Linked DNA regions of Macaca mulatta: region 2 is linked to region 1. The links are chromatin contacts, called in public Hi-C maps. All regions are on one chromosome and are shown on one strand. The core of a region is the stretch at or near the end of the contact, and the rest is flanking DNA. Distances in the headings are between cores, read along the strand shown. Region 1 overlaps MYO10 (myosin X). Region 2 holds the start of MYO10 (myosin X).

The links. Hi-C and Micro-C count contacts between places; a contact is called where the count stands out from the background.
Region 2: a Hi-C map of fetal cortical plate shows a contact between it and region 1, with 2.6 times the contacts expected there. The contact joins the promoter of MYO10 here to the enhancer-like site in region 1. A contact is called at or near these places in 4 of 14 Hi-C or Micro-C datasets (fetal cortex germinal zone, fetal cortical plate, fibroblasts and 1 more).

Annotation. Positions count from the first base shown.
Region 1 is chr6:18,231,658-18,234,955 of T2T-MMU8v2.0, forward strand. MYO10 (myosin X) reads right to left here. Exons shown (of 40, transcript XM_078004632.1): 4 at 1,875-2,062. Among named protein-coding and RNA genes, the nearest start is that of MYO10, 140 kb to the right of the region's middle. Within about 2 kb of position 2,009, at least 3 of the 40 cell types and tissues checked have an H3K27ac peak or open chromatin away from gene starts, as enhancers often do. A contact at or near this core is called in fetal cortical plate, where this site is marked.
Region 2 is chr6:18,376,228-18,379,195 of T2T-MMU8v2.0, forward strand. It overlaps MYO10 (myosin X), which reads right to left and starts at 1,284. Exons shown (of 40, transcript XM_078004632.1): 1 at 654-1,284. The coding sequence starts at 674.

The sequences.
Region 1 (3,298 bases), core at 759-3,258:
GGCCCACTTGGCTGGGAGTCTTAGGCTAACATATGGCTCTCCATATGTCTCCTGTGGTCTTACATCCACTGAATCGGAAATCCGGAGACAGGGGCCTTTTTAGTGTCCCCCGCCCCCCACATCCCCCGCCAAATCCAAACCACCCTTTCCTTTCCCTTTCCCATTTCTCTTGAAATAATAGAATAACTATCTTGCCACAAAGTTGGGACTAGAAAGCCATCTGAGGCAGATGTCAGAATCCTCTTTCACACTAGCAGCTTTACAAGACTGTGGCTCCTCAGTAACAGCTATGCCCCATGAGTGAACTCCTGGAAGGACAAATGAATGAAGACATGCTTGGCGCCTCCATGGAAACCTCACTAGAAGAGACTGACATTCATCACGTCTGCTTTGAGCATCACCCGGGGTGTGGTGATGATCACTAGAGCACAGTTCCATAGAAATAACTAACAAGATCCAACAGGATGGCACTAGCATACACGCGATGAGGTCAATTAGAATGTTAATAAACATTAAGAAAATTTATTTATGTATGTATGTATTTATTTATTTATTGAGATGGAGTCTCACTCTGTCACCCAGGCTGGAGTGCAGTGGCGTGATCTGGGCTCACTGCAACCTCCACCTCCAGGTTAAAGTGATCCTCCCACCTCAGCCTCCCAAGTAGCTGGGACTACAGGCATGCACCACCATGCCTGGCTGATTTTGTATTTTTAGTAGAAATGGGGTTTCATCATGTCGGCCAAGCTGGTCTCCAACTCCTGACCACAAGTGAACCACCCACCTCGGCCTCCTCAAGTGCTGGGATTACAAGTGTGAGCCATTGCGCCCAGCCAATAAATATTTATTTAAAAAATATTCTACTACTTTTTAAGACAGTTCCTAGTAATGAATGAACTGATATTGGGGCTCCTAACAGTTTCTTTGTAAAAGTGAGTACGACTCAGCTAAAACAGACATGCCAAGTGCCTTCTCGCCCACTAAAAAAAAAATTGAGGCCGGGCGCGGTGGCTCAAGCCTGTAATCCCAGCACTTTGGGAGGCCGAGACGGGCAGATCACGAGGTCAGGAGATTGAGACCATCCTGGCTAACACGGTGAAACCCCGTCTCTACTAAAAAAAAAAAAACAACAACAACAACAAAAAAAACTAGCCGGGTGAGGTGGTGAGCGCCTGTAGTCCCAGCTACTTGGGAGGCTGACGCAGGAGAATGGCGTGAACCCGGGAGGCAGAGCTTGCAGTGAGCTGAGATCACACCACTGCACTCCAGCCTGGGCGACAGAGCAAGACTCCAACTCAAAAAAAAAAATTGAAATAAATACACCCTTAACATACAGACAGTGAGCCCCTCTTCTGTGGCTAATTCAAAGGTAAACTTTAAGAGCACCCCATTATTAAAATTGCCTAAATCTGGGAGATTCTATCTAGAGTTATTTTATTGCAGTAGAGAAAAAAGAAACCTTGTTCACACATATAAACCTTGTGAGTGGCATTGTAGGCTACACAAAACGTTTAAATTTGAAAGAACTATGCAAGATTTCCTTAAACAGATCATGCCTCATGATTGAAATAAATCAAAGAATAATTAAGGCAAATAAATGTTTTTTTTTTTTTTTTTTTAAAGGAACAGAATGGAATAATTATTCTGAGGATAAGAGCCAAAGCAACATGGTCCATCTGCTTTGCTAAGTGAGCTCCTTCTGAAAGCTGAAGTTATCATGCCATTCAAAACAGAAAACTCTGCCGGAGAAACTCAGGCAGTTGTAAAAGCTTTCTCCGTTTCATGTCCTAAGGAGGCTGGGGCGCGGGGTGTGCGGGGTGCGGGGAGGGACTCCTCGGCCGTGGGAAAGCCCGACTGACTGTGAGCTTCGTTACCTGATGAGGATGCACTGGTTGTCGTGGCGCTTCCACAGGCAGCGGTAGCACTCGTTGGCGATGGCGAAGATGTGCGGGGGCAGCTCGCCCAGGTGGCGCCGGCTGTACTGCTCCATGGTGGCATGCTCGTACAGCCCGGCGATGGGCTGGTAGGGGTTCACAGAGGCCAGGATGGAGCCGATGTAGGTCTGCAAGCACAGGGTGAGACAGGGATGCGTCACTTCTAACCCAGGCCACTGGATGAGCTCCAACAAAACCCACTCAGTGTGCGCCAGGGGGAAAGATGGCTTCTGTCTCCCGCACACTGTCCCTGCACCTTCTGGAAACCAAATCTTCATGTTCTGGACAAATGAATGAAGCCATTTCAAAGGGGGATGGTAGTGAGAGGGAAACAAGAGAAGGAAGATGGTGAGGCGACCCAGGCCCAGATCCCTATTCCCCGCTCACCTCGCCAATCTTAATCCTTTCCCACAGACAAACGACTGGCCAGATCCAGTCTCCTGTCTCATCAAATGGCTACTGTGAAACAGCATGGTGAAAAAGTGATGAGACAGAAAGGAGAAGAGAGGTAGCCAGAGGCTGCGGGAGAAGGAAAGTTACAGTTTAATGGGTGCAGAGTTTCTGTTTAGGGTGATGGGAAAGTTCTGGAAGTGAGGCGGGCCTTGTGGCTCACATCTGTAATCCCAGCACTTCGAGAGGCTGAGGCGGGTGGATCACCTGAGGTCAGGAGTTCAAGGCTAGCCTGGCCAACATGGGGAAACCCCATCTCTACTAAAAATACAAAAATTAGCCAAGCATTGTGGTGCGTGCCTGTAATCCCAGCTACACGAGAGGCTGGGACAGGAGAATCACTTGAACCCAGGAACCGGAGGTTGCAGTGACCTGAGATAGTGCCACTGTACTCCAGCCTGGGCGACAAGTAAGATTCCATCTCAAAAAAAGTTCTGGAAGTGGTTCGTACCTGTGGATGCAGAACATTGTGAATGTCCTTATTATTATTATTATTTTAAATTTTTAAATTTTTTTGTCTGGTTTGTTACCAGACACGGTCTTGCTTTGTTACCCAGACTAGTCTCGAACTCCTGGCTTTGAGTGATCCACCCTCCTCGGCTGTCCAAAGTGCTAGGTCTGTGAATGTACCTAATATTACTGAATTGTACTCTTCAAAATAGTCAAAATGGCAAATTTTATGCTATGCAGAGTTAGCTACAGCTTTTAAAAGATAACATGACTATTTCAAAAATGCTAGGTATTAGGCTGAGCGTGGTAGCTCACACCTGTAATCCCAGCACTTTGGGAGGTCGAGGCAAGAGGATCACGAAGTCAGGAGACCAAGACCATCCTGGCTAACACAGTGAAACCCTGTCTCTACTTAAAATACATAAAATTAGCCAGGCCTGGTGGCACACACCTGTAATCCCAGC
Region 2 (2,968 bases), core at 34-2,533, 140 kb after region 1:
ATTCAAAATCTGCATGGACACTCCACACAAATATATGATCTTTTGATCCCAGGGTCTGGAATTGTCCCAAGCCTTAAAAGAGCACTTCTCGGCGAGCAAAGAACTTCAGTCTCCAAGGTTCGGCAGGCAAGGAAAACAGTGACTGATTAAACCCTTGCCTCTCCTTCTCACACTTCATTAAGCCGTCTCCTCTGGAAGTGTTTGAACCCCTGCACAGGAAGCCCGCACGTTTTGCAAAGGCAATACCAGACCAGACCTTTCTTGGAGAAAGGCAGGTCCCCGCTGAACATTTTATTGGGCTTCCTGCACCCGGGCAGTCGAGCGGGCGGATCGCCCCGCCCGGGCCCTGGCGCGCGCCGCCTCACCTGGCGCGGGGTGTCCCGGGGCGCCCCGAGAGCCAGCCACCCACACCAACGGAAACGCACCTTCGCTACCTCCCGGAGCAAAGTGCGAGCGCGGGACAGGACGAAACAAAACCTGCCTGGGCTTACTCATCAGAGACTCCGCGGGGGGGACGGGGGGTGTTTTCAGGAGACTCCCAGAAAGTTGTGCCCTCCCGGGCTCAGGGAAAAGTACCCAGGGCGCGCGGCGTGGTGGGCAGTCGCCTCCTTCCCTGGGCTCCGGAGGCCAGGTCGGACTGGGAGCGCACTCACCTCGGTGAAGAAGTTATCCATTGTTCCAGCACAGTCCCGGATTTACCGAGTGCCGCTCCGGCTCGCGGAAGTCAGCGCCGCCGCGGGTCCGGGGAAACCATGCGTGTCACGGCGCCACTCTTGGGAACGCGCGCCCGCGGGGCTCCCCCGCTGCCATTGCCCCGTCCCTTCTTGTCCTTCTCACCTTTTGTTCGCCCAAACCCAAGTCTCTAACTCGCCCGTCCCGACGGCAGCCTTTGTCTCTTCTTCCTCCAAGTTCCTCACTACTGGGCGCAGCGCTCGCGAGCGGAGAACAGCTGGTGGCACATTCTTCTCCCAAGCGGGGGAGGGCGGCGGGGTGCTGGCGAGCGCGGCCCCCTCCCTCTGCGCTCCGGCCGGGGACCCTCGAGGCGGACAGGAGGACAGCGGGCCGCAAAGTGAGCCGGAGACACGATCCCCGCGCGAGCGCTCCGGAGGTGAGCAGTCCCGCGCCGCGGCTCAGCCAGCTCTCGCCCGCGGGACTGCAGCCCGGCGACCTCGCCCCGCCCTCCCGCACCCGGCCCCGCCCTCCCGCACCCGGCCCCGCCCTCCCGCACCCGGCCCCGCCCTCCCGCACCCGGCCCCGCCCTCCCGCACCCGGCCCCGCCCTCCCGCACCCGGCCCCGCCCTCCCGCACCCGGCCCCGCCCCAGGAGCTTGGCCCTCCGCCAACCCCGCCCGCGCTTCCACAGCGTCTGGCCCCGCCGGGGCGGAGCGCCCCGCCCCATTACCACCCAGGCCCCGCCCACTCTGCGCCCCAAGCAGCCGCAGGCTCTGTAGCGGACTCCGGAGGGGGCCGCGTGTTTCTCCAGGTCTCCCCATCTCGGCGTGGGCAGGGGATTTGACTCTGACCTCTGCAGAGAGAGACTAAGTATCACTTAGAGGGGAGGGGGAGAAGGAACTAGGGGCTTCTTTTGTGCCTTTGATGTTTAGCAGACCCTGGAACCGGCTCAACACGGATCTCATTAATGCAGCCCGGCAGACGAGCGATCTCGGGGAAGGAAGCGCGGTCAGCGGAGCTGCCCGGGCTGCGGGGCCAGATCAAAGGGGAAGACGGAGGCTAATCAGAATTTCTGGAAGTTGCATTCCCGTGTTGAGTTTCTCTCCTGCAGTCGGGTTTGCATAAGACGTTTGCCTAACAGCGGGGAAATGCAGTTTTGAAACTGGAAGGGGACGTGGCCAATATCACCTTTAAAAATGTGACCCTTTTCCTAAACCTGAAGGAAGCAGAGATGGCAGATGGCACTGAGATGGATGAATGATCAAACCCACCTGGTACTGAGTCCCGTTTCCTCTAGGGCAGTTTTAACTTTATGCTGTGCGAGGGTCACCTGGGGACCTTGTTAGAACGCAGGCTGGAACAATCTGCTTTTCTAACAGGCTTCCAGGTGCCCATCAGATGCTATCTGGTCCTGTGCTGAACGAAGGCTTGTCTGTAACAAGTAGAGAAATTAAGAGTAAACTTTTGTAGCAATGTAATAATACCACGACATCCAAGCACATGATCAGTGGACTCTTTGAACCGAGTATAAACCAGTTTGGGTGTTGTCAGACTCACGTGGTGAGTCACACCTGGCGCCACAGTGTATTGGTACCTGGCGGACTGGGAACAAAAATGGCTGGTTCTTCAGTACAAAAGAGTTGAGATGCTCTCTCCAGGTAATTTGCCAACTGCTACTCAACCTTTAAAACTCAGCTCACAAAGTCACATCTTCCAGGGGAAGGAACCCTTCCCAAAGATGCTACTCCACTCACCCCACCCAAGCTCCCCCTAAGCACTGGGCTAGATGCCCACTCTAGGATTCATTACTAAGACAGTTGGGGAACCTATATAATGTTATAAGGGTCTTTCTCTTGGTGTCCTTCTTATACACAGTTGGGAGAACAGTGGCTCCTTGCGGGAAGGACTGTGCTTTAAAATGAGTATCCCCAGGCTGTCTTACAGCATGAATGAATGAATGAATGAATGAATGAATGAAACATCCTTCTGTAATCCTTATGGGGAAAGTCAAGCATGTTTGTAACTTATGCCAGTCCAGTTCTTCACCGTCAATATCATTGCTCCCACCTCACTTCCCTTTAGATAGAGTCAAGGTGTAAATTAGTTAATATTGTGCAATGTTGTTCTGTTTCACAGGTTTACACGCTTCAGGCTCTGAGCCATTAAAGCTTGTGTCCAAGGTGACAAGGAAAGTGAAGATGGAGTCAGGAGAAATACCAACAATCCCAGGCACCAATCAAAGTGCTTAGTCGAATAGGTCCTGCAACCACTGGTGTTCAGATACTGGAGCAGAACAA